Regions from separate parts of the Sus scrofa genome. Here region 2 is linked to region 1. The links are chromatin contacts, called in public promoter capture Hi-C maps. All regions are on one chromosome and are shown on one strand. The core of a region is the stretch at or near the end of the contact, and the rest is flanking DNA. Distances in the headings are between cores, read along the strand shown. Region 1 holds the start of MCM3 (DNA replication licensing factor MCM3). Region 2 holds the start of PAQR8 (progestin and adipoQ receptor family member VIII).

Region 1 (4,053 bases), core at 884-3,383:
AAATGGGATACAGACAGAAGGCAAGAATGTACGCAAAAATGGAAACCAGATGCATTGCTTGATCAGGTTACATATGCTACTTCATCCTGAATAAAGAGTAGAGGAGGGCCATGACTCAGCTTGACTCTGTATGAGATACGTACAAACGCCCCCAACTTTTATTGTTTTAATTTTTTAGCAACAACCTGATTGATTGTCCTTTCTTACAGTTTGGAGGAGCAGGGGATAGCAAAGGAAACACACTTCTCTGCTCAAAGATCTCATGTTCTAACAAATAAATAACTGAATGTCCCTTATGGCTGAAGATAATGACATTAAGGCAAATCAAGTCTTCATCTAGAATTTATCCAGGATTAATTCTAAATGGATTTTTTTCTTTTTTTACAGTTTTCAAATTTGCCATAAGTTCATGCACTGTCAGAATGGATTTTCATCTTTATATGAGGAAATTAAAGCTCATAGAAAAGTATGTTTGAATCAAAGGTTTGGTTTTCATATTTTTATCTCTCTGGACTTTCTATTGCAAATGACTTGATTTCTTTACTTGTGTGAACGAAACTTCCTGGTTCTTTTAGTGTTTATTTCAAGCTGTTTCCAGAGCAGATAATATTGTCAACATTGCCTTCATTATATTCATAAAATACAGTTATGATCAAGTGATAAAGGCATTTTCAAGTTAATAAGTAATATATAATTACAAGTAGGTGCCTTATCTAGAATTCCTCTTTCTTTTTTTTTGCCTATTAATATAAACAAAAGCAAGCAGCCAGATAAAGGCCTTTTCCCTTTGAGTAAGGATCTATATATCTGCTCCCTAGGATGACACAAAACATACGGTAACTATAAACATGATAACTAAAGTATAAACTATAACAACTAAATAATACATACATACAAATAGATGGCATAGAAATTTTGTTTAGGCAGATTATACTTAAAATACTTAGCAGGGCATAGTGAATCCTGGAAACCTTAAAACATGATTAGTTAACTGAAATTTCAGATATAGAATTATCAGGTGTTTAGTCCTGTGCACTGAAATTAAGGGCAATGGGACTGCTCCTTGTGCATTCAGTGGTTACAAGGGTGTACACATCAAAAAATTCATTGAAATGGATGTAAGATTTGTGCATTTTACCTCAAAAAAACCCCCAAAATATAAACAAACTGCAAAAGACTAAAAAGAAAACAAACCAAAAAAACCTCCTGCGATATGCAATCGGTCTTTTAATTGTTTATAATTTCAGATTTGCTGTTTTAATTAATGACTGAAACTTAAGAGTGGCGTGAAACACCTTTTGTTTCTCCTTCTATTTAATTACCTTTCCATAAGCTAAGTTTTTAAAAAAGATTTTGTGAACTTCTCATAAGGCGAGAAAGACTTTAACTTACCCATTTGCGAGTAGGATGGTGTAGTAATTACGTCCATAATTTCTTACAAAACACGAGGTCATCTGGGGTGGGGGTGGGGAAACGTCGCGAAAATTTTTCTTTCACGTTCCTCTCTTCCGCGGCCTAATATTTTTGTGGGGTATTTCAGGCCACGGTATTCAGATAGCAAATGAGTTGCTGAACTAAAGAACCTCTCCCAAAGATGCTGTGATTCTATTCTCCACCCTAGATTCTCGAAATTCACTTTTTCCCCGAATGCCACTAGAGGGCGTTTGAAAAACCTATCTATAGCACAACTGATATATATTGGATATATTTTAAAAACGGTTTGCCTTTGTGTTTTTTTCTCCCTGCATGCTAAACTCACATTCTCTGACGTCTAGTCTAGTTTCAGTCCAATCGCCGGGCCGAGTTTCACTCAGTGGCAGGTCGGGGAACCGCAACCAGAAAACACCCGGTAAAACATTGAGGAAAAAGAGGGACGACTACGACTCCCAGAAGGCAGCGCTTCAGGTCTCGCTGGCTCTCCGGCTGCCCAAGGAGCAGGCTCTGCGAGCCTCCTCTCATCTCATTGGTCAGCTTTCCTGTCAGTAAAGGTGGAGTAAGGAGGGGCCCGGCTAGCACAGTTCCCGCCACTCGGAGGAGCCGCAGAGAAAACCTAGAGAAGAAGCCGTCCTCGATTGGATACTCGCTGTTCTCGCGTAGGAATAACCAGCCAATCAGAGTGTATATATCCTCCCAAATACCCCACCCCTTCCTTGGGGTTACTTTTGTTGGCGGGAAAAGTAGAGAGGTTTTCGCGCCGGGGCGGGGCTACGCTAGGCTCTTTCGCGCGGCTCCGCTGGCAGGAGTTCCTTAGCAGCGAGCATGGCCGGGACCGTGGTGTTGGAAGATGTGGAGCTGCGAGAGGCGCAGAGAGACTACCTGGATTTCCTGGACGACGAGGTAAGGGAGGGCTGGGTGGTCCAGGAGCCCCGGGGGCCGCACTGAGGCCGAGGGAGACCGCGGAGCTCCAGGCTGCGGCGGCGGGACGGAGGTTAGGGACCTTCCGCCCTGATCTTGTAGCCTTTCTGGCAGCGGAGTCTGTGGTTGAGAGCAATCCTGTGGCTTTGCAGAGTACAAATGATGGCCGGGTCTCGCGAAAGGCGCAGGTTTCCTCCAAGCGCAAACCAAGTGCAAAGGCCACGCTGACTTTTTTCACTCCCTGCTCTCTTAATTTGGAGGGAGGGTCGGGGAAGGACCGCTGGAGAACGGTGATGGTAGTGACCTGCAGACTTATAGGGTCCCCAGGTTTTAGTGGCTGACTTTCCTGCCGGAGGAAACGACTCCCTTATTTGGCCGCGTTCCTTTTTCCCTACCTTTTGGGACGGAGAGAAATAGTGTTGGCGTGCAAATAAGGGGGGTTTGTATGCAGTTTAAGATTGACAGCCACAGAATGTTGTTTAAAGCGTCTTGAAGGGTTGATAGTGCTCTGTTTGCGAATGTCCGGATATGGGAACTCTATATTATGCAGATGATTGGGGAAATAAAGTAATTCCAGACAAAATTCTGCAACGAAAAGTCACTTTGAGTATTAAAAGTCTGTTTAATTTGCATTTTAACAAGGATTTTACTTGTTCTTTTTAAATTTTTTTTTTAGTTTTTAAATATTTTTTACATTGAAGGCTAGTTGACTTAGTGTTGTGTTTCAGGTGTATAGCAAAGTGATTCTGTTTTATATATGAGTGTGTGTGTGTATATATACACATATATATATATTCTTTCTCAGATTCCTCTTCATTAGACATTATTATAAGATTGAGTATGGTTCCTGGGCTATACAGTAGGTCCTTGTTTATTTTAGATATATTAGTATGTATCTGTTAATCCCAGACACCTACTTTATTCCTTCCCCTTAACTTGTCCTTAATTCCCCAGTAAAGGTTGTGAAATGACTGCACACAGAAGAGCTATTGGTGATAATAGGAATTACAGCATGGGTCTTGAGGAAGTCATAATTCATACACTGGTCTCTTAGGTGTCTTTGGAATGTGAGACTAGTGAGTGAAAATGTGGGAGGAACTGGGATTCACCTCTGCTGCAGAGATTGATATATTTATCTTGCTGTGAGAGCTGCCTCTGTTTAAAAGCATCATATATTTGAATTTGTGGCCGTTGTGACATGTGGTGGTTCTTTTGCAGGAAGATCAGGGAATTTATCAGAGCAAAGTTCGGGAGCTGATCAGTGACAACCAGTACCGCTTGATTGTCAATGTGAATGACCTTCGCAGGAAGAATGAGAAGAGGGCTAACCGGTGAGTGGCTAGGTGTCCACCGCCACATCCTGGCCCTGAGTCAGAATGGCTCCCTTCTCTTCATTGGATTGGAGTAGACTTCCCAGCAGAGGATCTGGATGAAATGTTTCTGACCTAGAAGCCCTTAGTACCTCACCTGCTCTTATGTTTTTTACTTCTTTCCAAAGTAGGTGGTAGGCATTTTCCTCTCAAGAGCCCTTCCTACCGTGTTTAATTATATATCATGTCTCTGTCTTTGATAAGTTGAATTAAGGTTGGCCCTCAGTTCTGGTGTATTTTACTGGGTCTTGTAGGATGGCAGGAGAAAGTAGAAGCCAGATTTTCACTCCTAAGCTTTGATTATCTAAAAATGTCTACTGCTGTTTTG
Region 2 (4,053 bases), core at 824-3,323, 120 kb before region 1:
AGCATCTATTTAAGAGGCTGGACCTCGGGTTCCTCTTAAAATCAGCAGATCCCTAGTGGGAATCTTAGAACCAATTCACTTTTGAACATGCTGGTCAAAATCTGGAGAAGATCCTCTGGAGAAAGCTCTGGATCTTCTAGCAGGTAAGGCAGCCCTAAGAGAGATCTCGAGTAATCCTGCAATGCACAGGTAGAAAATGGAAGGGTCCCATGGCTCCAAATGGTATCCATGCTTGCTGGCGGGGCCCCCCGGTGGCTCTTGGCACTGCAGTCTCCAGTACCACGTACATTAGTATCAGATGCGAGTAAACTTCCTGAAGGTTCGTGTGGATCCGAGTGATTCCTGGAAGGATGGCTGCTCCGCTGTCCTTGACATCACCATACAAGGTACAGGTGGGAGCGAACAGCACTGCGGAGACAACTGCCCAGCAGACATCATCCTGAGAAAAGGGTCAGTGCTGGAGTGGGTCAGAGAAGGGGACAAAAGTCAGGGGAATGGAGTCATTCATTACGTCTATGGGTTTCACTGAATCTTCCTGAAGAGTCCGACTTCTCCACCAATCTGAAAATCTGAAATCCAAATGAATTCGGGTCCTTGAGTCAATGTAGCTAATCACTCAAGAGCCGCATCACAGTTGAATGCCCATTTCAAGGGTGGTCCAGCCACCTCACTTTCCAGTCCAAGTGAATGACCCCTTTGGTCTGGGGTTTGCTCCTGGAGGTTGCAGTCAGAAGTCCACTGAATTTTCAGGCATGTAGATGGTTCTTAATTTAGTGTCTGCTGAATCTTTGCCAAGGTCCCTTCCCTTCCTGTCTGGGAAGGCTATGGCCCCGAAGGAAAAGGAATGCTCCTTTCATTAACAACCATAACAATAAAACTCTTCGCGAGCCATAGCCATCCTTGGAAATATGTACCTATTTAAAAGCCTGCTTTTAAAAACGAAAAGTCAACTCCTATTTGCCTCCACACCTCGCCCCACCCTCTGGCCTCAGGAATCCTTCTTGCTCAGTCTGGCCTTGATTTTTTCCCGCAGGAGGGCTGCAGTGGCCCCGCTGCAGGCCACCAGGAAGAAGAAGGAGAGGCAGGCGGCGTAGATGGACAGGGGACTGTGACGGTGCAGGAAGATCTCCTGTCGCCCCTTGTAGTCCAAGAGGATGGCCTCCAGCTGAGAGAGTGTGCAGATGGACAGAAAGGCGTGGAAGATCTGATGGCCGTGGCCCACGATGTCACAGGAACCGGGAAAGTACTTCTCCGGAACTGGGCAGGAGAAGAAGTAGGCGCTGACCAGAAAGAAGACGATCTGGAGGGTGTGGTACCACGCGGCCTGCTCCTGGCAGCCAGACAGGTGGCACAGGGCCACGCGGTGCGCCACGGGGCTGATGTCCAGGATGAAGGCCAGCCCCGCGGGCACCACTTGGCAGACCTTCCTCATGACCGGGTAGGGCCGGCGGTAACGGTACTTGGCGTAGCAGCAGCCGGTGCAAGATAACCAGCCGCAGAAGGCGGCCGCGGGCAGGAAGAAGAGCCAGAAGCGCTCGTACCAGGCCTGGTCGGAGGCGTAGAAGAAGTGGACCAGGGCGCTGCCGTACTGGTACACGCTCACGCCCACGTAGTCCACGAAGTAGAAGGTGTAGTGGGAGAGCTCGGACTTGGACTGCAGCAGGTGGGCCAGCAGGCTGAAGGTGAGGTAAGTGATGGAGGACAGGACGTAGAGGAGCAGGGGCAGGGTGTGAGCAGAGGTCCAGGGCAGGCCCTCGGTCTCCACGAAGGCCCAGAACCGCAGGAGGACGGCCAGGGCCGCCAGCAGGTGGGTCCACACGTTGACCACCTCGTTGTGTTTCTGAAAGAGGCTGAAGAAGTAGTAACGCCACTCGTGGCCGATGGGGCGGTACCCGGCGCGGATGTAAGGCTCCCGGAAGAGCTGGGGCACGTCGGTCTCGGGCACAGTGCCAGGCATCTTGGGCAGCCCGTCCTCCAGGATCTTGGGCAGGCGGCGCAGATGCTGCCCGCTCACCGACAGGGTGCTTAGGCGCTGCAGGATGGCGGTTGTCATGGCTGTACAAGGATACAACCTACGGGAAACAGAATGAGATGATGGGCAAAGATGCGGTTGGGGGGGGGGGCGCCCCGCTGAGAGAGCTACGGGTTTTCTAGTGCAGCGGGGGAGGCGGGGGACTGCAGACAGCTTCTCTGGGCCTCATTTTCTTTTTTCCCTATGTAGAAGAAGAGTTGGACCAAGATCCTTGACTGCCCTGATATTCTGATTTTGTTTCTCCTACCCACTACAGCATGAGACCAAGTCACATCTTATAAAATGGGAATATTAGCCACCCCCATTTTAATGACATCTAGAAGGTTAGTAAGGGTACCTTTAGAGTGTTGGCATTTGCTAGATGATATGACAACGTAATCATCAGACAGACTCCAACAGTGTGATCATTACCAGCAGGTGGAAGAAATGGGGAGATACTGGTCAAAGGATAAGAAGTTCCAGTTTATTCCGTTATAAAATGAAATCATTCTGAGGATCTTACATACAGCATGATAATTACAGCTAATTATTGCAGTATTATATATTGAAATATAAAAATTATCGATATTGACATTACTAATGACAGCCTACATTTCTTGAGCACCTAGTTGTAAATTATCCATGAATTTCACTGGGAGCTTGAAAATCTGAGCTAAGCAATAGCAACTTGCACCTCAAAGTAAAGACAGGCAAGTGAATCATCAATCTAGTTGGTAAAGACCAAAACATATTCTGGGAAATATTTGATCAGTTAAACCAAATTACACGTGACCTGAATTTAACCTAACATCTAATTATGAAGATTGTGGATTTTTTTTTTTTTAATTTTAAATTATGCTCTGGAAAGCAAGTAGTTTTGGGCATGCCTCTCCTGGGCACACAGGATAAATTTCAGGCCTCAAAAATGTTTAACTTGCACTTGGGATTTTTAGGTGACAGAGGAGCCAGAGGAGCACAGGGATTATTCAACAAAATATTTCTGGGGGTTCCCATCGTGGCTCGGTGGTTGACGAATCCGACTAGGAACCATGGGGTTGCAGGTTCGATCCCTGGCCTCGATCAGTGGGTTAAGGATCTGGTGTTGCCGGGTGCTGTGGTGTAGGTCACAGACACAGCTCAGATCTGGCGTTGCTGTGGCTCTGGAGTGGGACGGTGGCTATAGCTCCGATTGGACCCCTAGCCTGGGCACCTCCATTCGCCGCAGGTGTGGCCCTGGAAAAGGCAAAAAAAAAAAAAAAAAAAAAAAAAAAGAATTCATAAAATAGCTGCAAAATTTCACGTGAAGTTGCTGAATAAAGCAATGGGATTTTAGCATAGCTACAGATAATTTCTTTTGTCTTTTTAGGGCCACAACCTCAGCATATGGAAGTTGCGAGCATAGGGGTTGATTTGGAGCTGCAGCTGCCAGCCTATACCATGGCCACAGCATCACTGGATTTAAGCCATGTCTGCACACCACGGCTCATGGCAACTCCAGATCTTAACCCACTCAGTGAGGCCAGGGATCGAACCCACATCCTCATGGATACTAGTTAGGTTCTTAACCTGCTGAGCCACAATGAGAACTCTCAGATAACTTCTGTACTTCTTATTTCCCAAACTCCTTTGCTTCAGAAAAGTTCCAAACCCAGTGGATTCAAATGGCCCCCTTCCTTCAGAGCCTTTCGCCTGAGGACAAGGCAAGTGTTTCTTTGCAGAGAAAATGTAATCTTCCTATGCACACTTAATGTCAAAAGAGAAAAAAAATACCTCATCCAGTCAAACATGTAGGGCATGGAAAGAATTAAATGTGAAAAACTTCGGAGTTCCTGTTGTGGCACAGCGGAAATGAATCCAACTAGGAACCATGGGGTTGCGGGTTCAATCCCTGGCCTCACTCAGTGGGTTAAGGATCCGGCGTGGCTATGAGCTGTGGTGTAGGTCACAGATGCAGCTTGGCGGCTACAGCTCTGATTAGACCCCTAGCCTGGGAACCTCCATATGCTGCAGGTGTGGCCCTAAAAAGACACACACACACACAC

Evidence for each region. Promoter capture Hi-C pulls out the DNA fragments that hold promoters and counts their contacts.
Region 2: a promoter capture Hi-C map of liver shows a contact between it and region 1, with 3 times the contacts expected there. The contact joins the promoter of PAQR8 here to the promoter of MCM3 in region 1. A contact is called at or near these places in 2 of 5 promoter capture datasets (fetal liver and liver) and 8 of 47 Hi-C or Micro-C datasets (blood, embryonic fibroblasts, epiblast stem cells and 3 more).

Annotation. Positions count from the first base shown.
Region 1 is chr7:46,102,505-46,106,557 of Sscrofa11.1, reverse strand. MCM3 (DNA replication licensing factor MCM3) reads left to right here and starts at 2,133. Exons shown (of 17, transcript XM_001924813.6): 1 at 2,133-2,337; 2 at 3,574-3,686. The coding sequence starts at 2,260.
Region 2 is chr7:46,226,498-46,230,550 of Sscrofa11.1, reverse strand. It overlaps PAQR8 (progestin and adipoQ receptor family member VIII), which reads right to left and starts at 2,073. Exons shown (of 1, transcript NM_213740.1): 1 at 1-2,073. The coding sequence starts at 2,053. The coding sequence ends at 989.